Regions from separate parts of the Sus scrofa genome. Here region 2 is linked to region 1. The links are chromatin contacts, called in public HiChIP or PLAC-seq maps. All regions are on one chromosome and are shown on one strand. The core of a region is the stretch at or near the end of the contact, and the rest is flanking DNA. Distances in the headings are between cores, read along the strand shown. Region 1 holds the start of TBCC (tubulin folding cofactor C). Region 2 holds the start of KLHDC3 (kelch domain containing 3).

Evidence for each region. HiChIP or PLAC-seq counts read pairs in DNA pulled down with a chosen protein or histone mark.
Region 2: a contact with region 1 is called in an H3K27ac HiChIP or PLAC-seq map of skeletal muscle. The contact joins the promoter of KLHDC3 here to the promoter of TBCC in region 1. A contact is called at or near these places in 2 of 2 datasets of contacts at active chromatin or transcription factors (alveolar macrophages and skeletal muscle).

Annotation. Positions count from the first base shown.
Region 1 is chr7:37,820,187-37,826,998 of Sscrofa11.1, reverse strand. TBCC (tubulin folding cofactor C) reads left to right here and starts at 3,005. Exons shown (of 1, transcript NM_001258407.1): 1 at 3,005-4,235. The coding sequence starts at 3,022. The coding sequence ends at 4,065.
Region 2 is chr7:38,077,320-38,083,694 of Sscrofa11.1, reverse strand. KLHDC3 (kelch domain containing 3) reads right to left here and starts at 2,782. Exons shown (of 10, transcript NM_001105314.1): 1 at 2,719-2,782; 2 at 373-585; 3 at 17-193. The coding sequence starts at 526. MEA1 (male-enhanced antigen 1) reads left to right here and starts at 3,435. Exons shown (of 4, transcript NM_001110429.1): 1 at 3,435-3,470; 2 at 3,876-4,238; 3 at 4,325-4,427; 4 at 4,995-5,803. The coding sequence starts at 3,969. The coding sequence ends at 5,146. It overlaps PPP2R5D (protein phosphatase 2 regulatory subunit B'delta), which reads right to left. Exons shown (of 16, transcript NM_001113451.1): 16 at 5,266-6,375. The coding sequence ends at 6,326.

The DNA.
Region 1 (6,812 bases), core at 1,756-4,255:
TAACCAGGCACATTGTATAGACCTCATCTGGATCCTTATTCAAATAAATTAACTTAAGAAAAGGAAATTAGAGAATAAGCAGAGAAAAATGACGATAGACTGGAATGCTGATGATATTGAGGAAACAATCACCACTTTTTTAGAGTGCGGTGATAGTACTGTTGGTTATTTCAGAAAGACAGTCCTAATCTTTTAGAGATACATACTGAGATATTTACAAATTGTGAAATACGAAATAATATAAGGTTTGGGATTTGCTAATCTGAGTGAGGTGGGGTGGGGAAGTGGCCAGAGTTTTGAACGAAACAAGACTGTCAGCTGGTAACTGTTGCAGTTGCATTATGGGTACACATAAACCTCTTCTCTCCACTTTGAAATTTTCAAAAAGTTAAAAAAGTAAATCTAACCAATAGAACGATTAAAGTGTCTACGTTTTTGTTAAAAAATGTTTAAAGTCTGTAACACCTTCGAATTCTTTCACTTTGCAAGATGTGTATAAGAGAGTAGTATTCTGATTCACAAGTCCTGAAAAGTATCTTTGAAAGCAGGACTCAGAACTCATTGGTTGCTTGCCTTCTACCACGTTTCTGCTGTAATGTACCCCCCCTCTTTCCTTCCATCAGAACAGGCACTTACCTCTGAGAAGCTGGAATCCAGTTCAAAGATGCACACTGAATCAACTGCCCTCAAATGTCAGAACAGGCAAGTAGTCTGGCAATGCCTACTGCTTTGGGCACATTAAGCCCATGTCTTGACCACCTACCTTGGCTTGCAGTTGTGCCAGGGTCTGTCAAGAACTGTCAAGCCAATGCTTTATGATGACCATACAACTGATCGCTGTCCATTCCCAGTCTTTGAAAGAGCCTCCCACACACTGGGTCAGTAGGGTGACCTGTACATTCTTGTCCTTTTCTGCCATTTTCTCAGAAAAGTTTGAACTAGCCAACTCAAAATATTCAGAAACTTCCAAAGTCAACTGGACTCTATGCCAAAACCTCTTGATGAGCAGAAATGAAGTTCTCAAAAGGGTTAAATGAATGACCTTCCGTCCCACTTCTGATACAGACAACACAAGCCCCTATCCTAGAGTCACTATAGTTAATACAAAAATGTTGCCTCACCCCACCTGCAACTCCCAAATCCAATAAACCTTGTTTGGCTACAGACCTTCATCATTTGAGTGGGAAAGATTCAATAGGTGAAAAACTTAAAAGAGGCAGGTCAGGTCTTTTTCCCTAGCAAAAATAAATCTTTTAAGGCTCCCTTGGTTAACCCAACCCTTCATAAAATAAAGCAGCTACTGCATTCCCGGTACGACTCACATAAGATCACCAGTTATATTTCATTCACCAGACCTCACAAAACCCCCAGGGCCTCCATCTCTCTTGCCCATGAAACAAAGCGAATGAAAACTTAGATATACCACAAGCGTACACAGGATTTTTTTCAGCACCCCCGTTTCCATCGGGTACACGTTCACACACATACAAACATACAATAACCCCCACCCCCCGAGTGGAATATGCCAAACAGTGTGACCTGTGCTGATTTTCAGCGGAGAAACATGGGAATTTATGTTTGTTTTTGGTTTGGGCTTAAAATGGAAAGGAAAGGAGGAGAAAGCGGCGTGAACAATCGGAAACGACTCTCCATTCTCTCGCTTCCTCCCATCTCCCTCTGCATCAAAATGCAGGTATTATCAGTGAAATTTCAAGTGACAATTTCTTGGGCAGTTAAATACCCCGACTGATGCTGGGAACGGAGGTGGAGGTTAAGAGTGAAACCAAAGACGGGAAGGGCGGGCCGGGTCGGAGGCCCCCGAGCTCCGCCGGGCTGCACCTAGCACGCGAGGTCGCCGAGCGCCGGTGCCGGCCGCGCCCCAGCTCTCGCCCGGCCCGCTGCCCTGGGTTTTGCCAGTGACTACGCCGTCTGGGCTGCCCACTCACACCTCTGGCTGGTCCCGACTTTAGGCTAGGCTCATCCACTTCCGGTGACAAATCCCTCCCACCACCTCTAGAAATAATGTAACATTTCCCCCATCGCCTTCCTAAAGACCGACGGCCCCACAGAGAGCCTGAGCCCGAGCTGAGGTCTCACCCGGGCGCGGCCAGCGGCGCCCAGCTGCCGAGGTTGTGACGGCGAAAGGGGGGAGGGCGTGGGAGGAAGAGGAAGGGGGTGTGGAATCTTACCCTCCCCCCACCCCTCCGACTGCAGTAATTGGCCAAAAAATATAAATCCTTTTTGAGACTCCCCCAGGACCCCCTGAACCCGGTTGCAGTGAGGAGCCCAGTACGTCGCATACCGGAGCCCCTCGCCTTCTCCCGCCCCGGTAACTGCCTGCGGGGATCCAGGAGCCCCAGGCCACGCCGAACTGCAGCGGCGGGGGGAGGGGGAGGGCGGGTAGGATGAGGGTTTGGGGGCGGCAGGAATGGGTTGGGGGAAGGGGTGGTGGAAGGGAAAAGAAAAAAACTGAGGCATGCGAGCGGCTCCCTAGACAGCTGTTCCAGCTGCCGCTTCCTCCGGCGCGGGCCGGGCGGTGTAATATCCCCCCCTCCATCTTTCTCACCACTACCTGTCCCCCCCACCACCGCACGCACACATTCCCCCCACCAGTAGCGGTTCTCCGGCCTGTAAGGGGGTAGTAGGGAGGAGCTGGGGGGGAGGGGGAGGCCTGCGAGTTTCTAACCTTGTTCTTATAAACAAACCCACATGTGCAGCTGCCGCTGCTGCAACTCACCCCACAATCCCGGATATAAGTCCTGCCCCTTTAAGAGGAAAAAAAGCTTCCCCCGCCTGCCTCCCACCCCACCCATCCACAAGGACCTTTGTCTCCCCACCCCCCCGCCAGTCGGCCCCGCCCCACGGCCCCGCCCCTCCAACGCCAAGAAGCCAATGGGCAAAGAAAATAAGGCCGGGGTCTGACGTCAGCATGTCCGACCAATCACAAGGCGCGTTGGTGGGAGGCTTCGCGAAGGGCGCGCCCGGAGAAGGAAGGCAGGAGAAAGGAAGCTTGAAGTCAAGATGGAGGATAGTAGTTTCTCTGCGGCTGCTGCTGCTGTGCGGAACGGGGACTTGGGGTCCCAGTGGGACCGGAGCTTGGTGCCCGAGCGGCTTCAGAGGCGAGAACAAGAGCGGCAACTGGAGGTGGAAAGGCGGAAGCAAAAGCGGCAGAACGAGGAGGTGGAGGAGGAAAAGAGCGACTTTTTCGCCGCCGCCTTCGCTCGGGAGCGATCGGCCGTGGAAGAGCTTCTGGAAGGCGGGGAGTCCGTCGAGAAGCTGGAGGAGGCGGCCGCTCGGCTACAGGGGCTGCAGAAACTTATCAACGATTCGGTTTTGTTCCTGGCCGCCTACGATCTGCGGCAGGGACAAGAGGTGCTGGCGCGGCTGCAGGCGGCCCTGGCCAAGCGGCGTCAGGAGCTGCAGCCTAAGAAGCGTTTCGCTTTCAAGACTCGCAGGAAGGATATCGCTTCAGCCACCAAAGTAGACTCGGCTCCCGGCGCCCCGGCTGCTGACGGCATCCTGGCCTCCTCTCCGCCCTTGAAGGAGGAGGGAGGCTTCGACTCCAGCTGGGTCTGCGGCTTCTCCAACCTGCAGTCCGAAGTCTTGGAGAAGAGAGCCGACGAGCTGCACCAGCGCGACGTCCTTTTGACCCAACTGAGTAATTGCACGATCAAATTGTATGGCAATCCCAATACTCTGCGGCTAACCAAGGCCCGAGGCTGCACGCTGCTCTGCGGCCCCGTGTCCACCTCTGTGTTCCTGGAGGACTGCAGTGACTGCGTGCTGGCTGTGGCCTGCCAGCAGCTCCGCGTACACACCACAAAAGACACCCGCGTCTTCCTGCTGGTGACCAGCAGGGCCATCGTGGAGGACTGCACGGGGATCCAGTTCGCCCCCTACACCTGGAGCTACCCGGGGATCGACAAGGACTTTGAGGGCTCTGGTTTAGATAGGAGCAAAAATAACTGGAACGACGTTGACGATTTCAACTGGCTGGCCCGGGATGTGGCCTCCCCAAACTGGAGCATTCTTCCGGAAGAAGAGCGAAGGATCCAGTGGGACTAAAGCAGTTGTCACGCTTTTCTTCACTCCTACTCCTTCCCATGTGGGACTGACTCCGGCTAATGGGACTGCAAAGTGTACCTATTGTTTTCACGCCGTATATGTTTTCATTATTTTAAGACGAGATTGTGATAAGCTGCTACATTTGATCTACATTAAATTTGTGACAGGTCTGGCACTTTAAAGAATTTTTCCTATTTTGGTAATGTCTAGGAGCTTTTCTTTGATAAGTGTGAAGCCATAAGAGCAAAAGGGTGTAGTTGTGTGTTGGTTTTTACACGATTTGTGCTGTTTAAAACTTACTGCACGATGGAATTCCCGTTGTGGCGCAGTGGAAACGAATTCAACTAGGGACCATGAAGTTGCCGGTTGAATCCCTGACCTCACTCAGTGGGTTAAGGATCCGGCGTTGCTGTGAGCAGTGGTGTAGGTCGCAGACTCGGCTTGGATCCTGCGTTGCTTGACTGTGGCATAGGCCGGCAGCTGTAACTGATTTGACCCCTAGCCTGGGAACCTCCATTTGCACAGTGTGCGGCCCTAAAAAAAGGCAAAAAACAAAACAAAACAAAACCTTACTGCACAATAAAGTAGGCTTTCATGGGGGGAAAAAATGTAATTGTAATGTATACATGTAAGGATAACCTGACCCCCTTGCTGTACAGTGGGAAAATAAAAAAAAATAAAGTAGGCTTTCAGTAATACTCGTTTAATAAAAAGAATTCAGGAGGGCTCTATTGGGAGCCAGTTAATGTGGAAGTAAGGTATCAAACCTGTTAAAACTGACATTAACCAAAAGCTTCTTTGAATTGCAGGTTTGATCCCTATAGATATTTTTCAGTGGGGCGCTGAAAGGACTCCTCTTTGGTCTTCAGCTGCATGTTAGCTTGAGTTTCTGGCATCCTGCTAGTCATCCAAAGTTCTGGCACGGACCCCAAGTTCCTCATCAGTCTTAACCAACTGTAATGCCAAAATAGTTTACCAATTTTTTTGTGCACTTAAAATGCCATAGATACCACTGTAAGCACCTTACTCATAAAAACTTATTAAGTCCTCAAAATCTTATGAGGTAGGTTCTGTTAACACCATTTTTCTTTTCTTTCTTTCTTTTTTTTTTTTTTTGTCTTTTTGTCTTTTTGCCATTTCTTGGGCCGCTCCCTGGGCATATGGAGGTTCCCAGGCTAGGGGTCTAATCGGAGCTGTAGCCACCCGCCTGCACCAGAGCCACAGAAACTCGGGATCCGAGCCTCGTCTGCAACCTACACCACAGCTCAAAGCAACGCCGGATCCTTAACCCATTGAGCAAGGCCAGGGATCTAACCCGAAACCTCATGGTTCCTAGTCGGATTCATTAATCACTGCGCCACAACGGGAACTCCGACACCATTTTTCAAGTGAAGAAAACAAATAAGTTGCCCAAAGTTCACACAGCCCTAATGGTGGACTGGGATTTGAAACCAGGTGTCCTGGCTTCAGAGCCCACCTTCTTAACCACTACAAGATACTGATTTGGAATAGTGTTGATTTGGAAAGAAAGCTTCCAAAATTAAAGAGGGCAAATTTGCTTTCCTTAAATTCTCAGGTGTAATAGTGCTACGTATCTATCTACTCATACAAAAAGGATTGGGGCAAGCATCTGGCCAAGTCTTAATTTTTCGACTCATTTTGCTATAATCCTCTACTGTTAAATACTTTGGCTTTCTGATCTCTTCACTACCACCCATTATTCTTAAATGGAAGGTTGTAAGATTTTCAAAAAGCTTTTAAAGGTCTCTCGGCCTTGTAACTGCAGATGGACTTTTTATTTAATAATTACCACAAGTATTAAGGTGCTTATACCTCAGGTATTTATATTTTTAGTATTTATATATTTTACTTAGTTCCAAAAAAGGATTTAAAGTCATATCTAGGACATGTGAAATGTAACAAGATAACAAAAGCAAATGACAAGGAGGAAGGAGGGTAGAGTTACAAATTGGAAGAAGTGAGGCCAATAAAACAGCCTACCAAACTCTGTTCCTTAGCTGGAGGTGAATCCAGATCCCCACCCCCCTCAATTATTAGCTAACTCCAAAAGGGATCCTAATCAGTTTCACAATTTGCAACATCCACAAAGAAGAGGGGGGAAAAACATCCCTGAGGAGAATCAATCCTATGATAAAAAGAGATAACATACTAGAAACTTTGACCCCAACCTAGAGCTATGCCCTAGAGACTGATAGTTTAACACAAGTGCACTTAAGAATATACCATGCAGGTTGTGATTCAAGAACCCAACATAGTGTCCATGAGGATGCTGGTTCGGTCCCTGGCCGTGCTCAGTGGGTTAAGGATCTGGTGCTGCTGCCAGCTGCGGCATAGGTTGCAGATGCAGCTCGGATCCAGTATTGCTGTGGTTGTAGCGTAGCCCAGCAGCTGCAGCTCCCATTCCACCCTTTAGCCTGGGAACTTCATAAGCTGCAGGTGCAGCTGTAAAAGGAGAAAAAAGAATAAAGTATGCTGTGGCACTCATGGGCCTGCAATTCATATTTGTAGACCGATCATTTTTATAGGAAAGTTAACTTTCCTAATTACATCTAAAAAATAAAAATCCCTTAAACCTCTTGCAAACCTGCAGTTTGTAATAGACAATAAAATCACAAAATTACGGCATTATGAAGCGTAGTTAGTGTTTGCTAATCTCGGCTGAGTTTTCTTTGCTGCTCAGCAAGCCTGTCCTGAATTATGCCAGATTCCCCAGAACTTTTTCTGCT
Region 2 (6,375 bases), core at 1,533-4,032, 260 kb before region 1:
TGAGACCCATACTCACTGACATCAAAAGCATAAAGCACATTGCAGGCCCCTTCGGTGTCATTCCGCCCACCCCAAAGGAAGACTGTGTCGTCGATGAGGACGGTGGAGTGTCCGTACCGCATGTAGGGTACCACAGGAGCCTGCCCGCGGGTGGCGGGCCTCACCGGGGGCAGCTTTGTCCAACGCAAGGACACTGTGGGCACAGCTCTGCTCAGCCCTGGGAACCTCCCTTGAGGCTATCCACCTCTCCCCAAACCAGATGTGCGTGTTCTCCATCCCTTTTGGCTGCAGGCACCCACATCAAACCTTCCTCAGCCGCCCAGTTGCCCTCCCTGATGGGGGCGCCCAGGGATGGTCCCCAGGGGAGCTCACCTGCATTGAAAATGTGTACATCAATCTGACGCAGCGTCTCATAGTCCTCGCCGGAGCAGTAACCCCCGAAGGAGTACACCCTGTGCCCGACGGCCACTGCAGCATGGTTCACCCTGCGGGGCCCGCCCTCCAGGTGCACCGTCCAGCGTAACATCCCCTGGGCCACTGGTTACAGCCACATGCCCCCCCGGCACGGCCTGCTGCCTCTGCTACCTGCACACAAGTTAGGACCGTGGGCTCCTCAGGCAAGGCCTTTGCCTGGCTCACCGTGACTCTGCCCAGGACTAGCCCTGGCCTCCAAGTGTCACCCTGGTGGCCCTTCCACACCACCCCTCTGCAGCTCAGGTGGCTGGCTATGTACTAAGGGAGCTGCTGAGGTCAGGGAGCTGGCCCCCGGCCCTGTGTTCTCCAACAGTGAAGGGTGGGGCCACTCTGACCTGACTGCCAGCTCGGCTGCTGAAAAAGGGCTTAACATGGTTGTCTCCTACTTACCGAGGCTCCACCCTGTCCCTGGCCAGGCCCAAGCTCCTCTTTTCTCTCTGGCTCTGCTCTGCTTATTGCCACCTCTCTAAGAATCTGTGTGCTCTTTGAGGTGGGGAGCGGGATCTCAAAATACTCAGAGCTATGAATAGCCCAGGCAGCCCCAAACGGTCCATTGAAAGCTGGCATGAGTGTCTCCAAGCTGAAAAGCTTTTAGGCTTTCAGAGAGGAACAGTCCCTCTATCCAGGACAGGGTGGGATGAATCCGGGACGGGGACTTCCATGGACAGTTAGCCCCTCCTGGGGGGCTCTTGTGCAACTGAGCTGTTGTCAGCAGGGTCACCCAGGGCCCCTCACAGGCACGATGAGTTCCTTTGACAGCTGTGCCTGGGATGCTGCCAAGAACTTAAGCCAGAAAGGTATGTGTCTGCCGGGGATTGAGGGGGTGGGGGTGGGGAGGCGGGGTTTTCTCCTCTTGCCACTTGCCCAACCCTGCCATTGTGGTAAGGAACAAGCTGTTTCCAGCAGCTCTTTTCCCGTTTGGGGCCCTGAAAGGGGATGGGGGTGGCGATGTGCCTTGGAGAGGAGCAGGAACACAAAAATGCCTTTGGTCAGGATAAGAAAAAGACCCAGGCATGAGCGGTCATGGTCTCTGCAAGACAACCCACCAACCTAGAGATAATGGGTACATTTGAAGGCTCTGTTAGACAAATCCTCTTGCAGCTGGCACTGCCTTCGCTGGCAGGCACCTGCTGGGTTTGGGTGGATCATCTGCTCCCTGTTCAAGAAGCCCTGGCAGAGAGAAGAGCTAGCCCGAACCTCAGGCACAGAAAAAGCTCAAGTAAAGGAAGGTCCCTTGCAAGAAAGACACAGGGCTTTGAGCTGGCTTGCCAGACCCCTGCCCCCACCCAACTTCCCCCAACCCTCCCCCACTCTGCCAAACCTGAAATAGCCCCAGCAGGAAACCACTCTCACTTCATTACTCCCGTCCTCAATCCAAAAGCTCTTGGATCTGGGCTTGTGGGGACAGATAGGAAGGAAGTTGGAGAGCTTAAGAATGGGGGTCCTTCCTCTTCCCTCACAGCTTCTACTCTCCTCTTCAGCTATATCAAGGTAAAGTAAAGAATTCACTGGGCAAGAGGGAAGCAATTCCATCCAAAGGTAGAGGAAAAAACCCTCAGCGTCTTCTCCAAAGGACAACTCAAGCTCATGAAAGACAAGCCCCAGCATCTCCCGGGCGCCTCTGATCCCTGGGGCTCTCCCGTCCGTGCTCCATCACTGCGGCATTCTCCAGCTTCTTCCATGCCTTTCAGAGACCTGCCCCCCTTCCTATTCTCTTGCAATTTTCACTCTCCGTTTCTGGCCTTTTCAGATCTCTTGAGAGCTTTGCAGTTTTCTGCTTTTTCCTTCTCCCACAACTCCAAGCTCCACCCCGACAGCCTTCCATTTTCCTTCTTTCGATAGGGGGGAAACAAGCTAACATCCCCTGACCCCTTTCGGCCAGAGATATTCCTCCCTGTATATGACGCTATCCGGGTCTTCTTCCAGTCATTCCAACCTCCCTGCCCCCACAACACCAGACACCCCCGCCCTTTTCTTCCATTATCCTCAGCTTTCCCATTCTCCTCCTAACCCAGTCTTCCTTCCAGTTCCCTTCAGTGCCTTCTCCAGTTACCAGGTCTCTCCCATCGCTTTCCCCACCATCCTCCCCCAGCCCTTCTTTCCCCCTTAACACTCTCCTTTCCCGTCATCCCCCTCCCCACCCCCACCTCATCGGTCTCCGGCCCCTCCCCCACAATTCAGCTCTAGGCATCGGCGTCCCCATCCCCTATGATTTTCCTCGTCCCTCAACCCACCACGGGCTACCTGCCAGGCCGGGCCGGGGCGGGGCCGCGGGTCCTCGCGCTGCCTGCAGCTTTGAACCCGTTGCCCGCCAACTGCCGACTGGATCTCCAACGAGATAAACACAGCCAGGCTCGGTCCTTCCGGCGGGCAGCTGTAAGCGCACGTGCATTCAGCTCTAAGTGCCGGAAGTCTACCGGGATTTGTAGTCCATCGGTTTCGGGAGGAACGCGAGGGGCTGAAGGATGGGCAGGAGTCGGAGGAGTCTGCGCATGTGCTTATACCTATCAAACACCGCGGGGCCGAGTTCGCGTTGCGGCTCAGTGGTAACGAACCTGACTAGTATCCAAGAGGATGAGGGTTCGATCCCTGGCCCCGCTCAGTGGGTTAAGGATCCGGCCTTGCCACGAGCTGCAGTGTTGGTAACAGACGCGGCTCGGATCCCGTGTTGCTGTGGCTGTGGTGTAGGCCGGGCAGCTGTAGCTCCGATTCAACCCCTAGCCTGGGGACTTCCATATGCTACACAGGCGGCCCTAAAATTAAAAAAAACAAAACAAAACAAAACAAAACCAAACACAAACAACCGCGGGGCCTACCGGGTAATGTAGTCCTTTGTTTGGCGAGAAGATGGTGGAGGCGGAGCAAGGGGCGGACCCTTCGCCTTCACTCGTGTCAATCATGAGCGCGGCGGGGCGGGGCTGGAGGACGGGGCCGCCTCGGAACGTCCTGCCTCGCCGGAAGTGAAGGTGCGGGGTTCGGCCGCGGGCTCTGAGCGGGTGAGGCGCGCGCAAATACCGGCGCCGAGAATTGGTGGGGGCGGGTCGGGGACGCCACATCTGGGGCCATTTGAAGGGATCTCCTGGGGTCCGAAGGGCGTTTATCAGGCGGTACAGAGGGAAATCCCTTAGAGAGGAGAGAAGGGGGCGGGTATGCCTTGTCTAGGGGAGCTTGTTTGGTGACCCGGAGTTCCTAAGTGGATGGGGCGGGGGGGAGGGCGTTCCCGAAGGGGTGTCTTTTGGAAGGTGGCATGGCCTTCGCTTGGGCTGTTATTTAAGAATTGTCGGAGCAAGGCAAGTGGGCCTTGGTTGGAGATAAGAGCCAGCTCAAGAGGTGGAGAGTCCAGGAGAGGTGTTGTGGGGTGCAGGAAACTTGGGCGTTTCAATGTTTTGTGGGCGCAGGAGGAGACCGCACGGGACTGGATGACAGGCTAAAGCTGGGCCTAATTTTGTCTGATCTCTGTTCTCCTGTCTCCATGTTCTTGCAGCCCCTGCCCGATGGCAGCAGTAGTTCTAGGGGGAGACATCATGGGTCCTGAACGTATCTTCCCCAATCAGACTGAAGAACTCGGGCCACACCAGGGCCCTACAGAAGGCACTGGGGATTGGAGCAGTGAGGAGCCAGAGGAAGAGCAAGAGGAAACAGGAACAGGCCCAGCTGGCTACTCCTACCAGCCCCTGAACCAAGATCCTGAACAAGAGGAGGTGGAGCTGGCACCAGTGGGAGATGGAGAAGATGTAGTTGCTGATATCCAGGATCGAATCCAGGTATGGTGGAGGAGGCATTGTTCCTGAACAGGTGAAGCTGGAATCCCTGAAGGGATGACCCTGAACTGTCTTCTCTGGCTCTGCAGGCCTTGGGGCTTCATTTGCCAGACCCCCCATTAGAAAGTGAGGATGAAGATGAAGAGGGAGCTACAGCATTGAGCAACCACAGCTCTATTCCCATGGACCCAGGTAAAAGAGTTTTTTTTTTTTTTTCTTTTTAGGGCCACACCCACAGCATATGGAGAATCCCAGGCTAGGGGCCCAATTGGAGCTGTAGCCACAGGCCTATGCCAGAGCCATAGCAACTTGGGATCCAAGCCACATCTACGACCTACACCACAGCTCACGGCAACACGGGATCCTTAACCCACGAGTGAGGCCAGGGATCGAACTTGTGTCCTCATGGATGCTAGTTGGGTTTGTTAACCGCTGGGCCACAACGGAAACTCCAAGAGATCGTTCTTTTATTCTGGAATAATTACGGAGGAAGGGAACTGGTTAGAGCCAGTAGAGGGGAGTCACAGAGGATCACCCTGTTCCTAAAGCAGCAGTTTGTGGTAAGTTTGCAAACTTGAGAATCCAGGTGAAATGCTTTTCTTAGACTTGTTGTGGGGCGGTAGGGGGGGGTGGTGCAGGCTTGCTTAGGAATCACAAGATGACTTCAGTGTCCCAAAAGCTCTGGGTTCCTTTAGCCAAAGGAGAGGGGAACGGGTCCATTGTTTCTATTCCCTAACTGGTCTCTGCCTGTGATTTCAGAACACGTAGAGCTGGTGAAAAGGACCATGGCTGGAGTAAGCCTGCCTGCGCCAGGGGTTCCTGCCTGGGCTCGGGAGATATCAGATGCCCAATGGGAAGATGTGGTACAGAAGGCCCTCCAAGCCCGGCAGGCCACCCCTGCCTGGAAGTGACCACCCTGAGGCTGCCTTATCTCCCTGCATTCGAGGCCAGAACCAGCACAGGACTGAACGCATCCTGGTTGTAGTGTCCATCTCCATCCTCCCCACCTCCCTCTCCACATCAAGGCAAATCAGACGTCTTCTCAGAGACCCACTTTATTCAGTTCTGTACATATGGGGACATCCACCCAGGCCCAACCCACCTTAGCATGTATCACTCTGTGGAGAATAAAGCACCCTATGTACACAGCCAGAAGCTGTGCTGCCTGTGCCCCTGGACCTCAAGCCCGGCCCTCCCCAGCGTCTTGTCCCTCCAGGGTGCCTGAAAGGGACAAGGGAGGGCCTGGCTAGCATCAGTACAAACAAGGAAATAAATAGGTGTTGGGGGGAGCCATGCTTGGGGCACTGCTCCCTGCTTCCTTCCTCCCGGCTTTGGCAACCAACACCATAGAGCAGTCAGCCCCAGGGTGGTCCCTTCTGTGTCAATGATCCCGGGGCTGCTGTTCACCCAAAAGGGGGCACAGGGTGGGGTGTTTGTTCATCCCTTTCTCTTGGTCCATCAGGGCTCCACATTCACCACCTCTTGTCCAGAGCCTATGCTTTCTCCCTTCTGCCCTCCCACGTTGTCTTGGTCAGGCAGAAGGTAAGAGGAAATAACGCACCCCCATCAGTTTGCGCACTGCCGGGGCTGGGGGCCTATTTGTGCCATCGGGGGTTGCTCCCCTGCAGCTAATCCACTCCAGGGACCAATGGGGCGACATAACTTTGGTGAGAATTGTCTCCCACTGCTCCCTATATGCCTGCAGGGGAGGGAGAGGAGGAGACACCTGGGGTGCCAAGGAGGCTGAAGGGAAGAGGGGAGGGGGCGTATATTCCTGTGTGTATTCTCAGAGCGGCCTCATGTAGCTGTGGGTGAGGAGCAGGAGGGGGCCAGGCGTCCCCAAGTTGTCTGAGCACTGAGCATCGCAGCGCACAGCCTCTGTACTAGCCGCGGGGAGGCATGAACACATGTGGGGGAGACAAGGGACCGCTCTGTGGGGGGGGTCCCTGCTTCAAGCGCCACACCCCCCTCCCTGGAGTAGAGAGGCACTGCCCTGCCCAGAGTCAGCCAGTGGGGAGCAGAGGGTGGAGGGCCGGGGCAGTGTCCCAGGGCCGAGTGGGCTGTGGCCCTGTGGCGGGGAGGTGAGGAGGTCAGAGAGCCTCCTGGCTGGCAGTTAGGAACTCTTCCGCCCGTTTGTGCG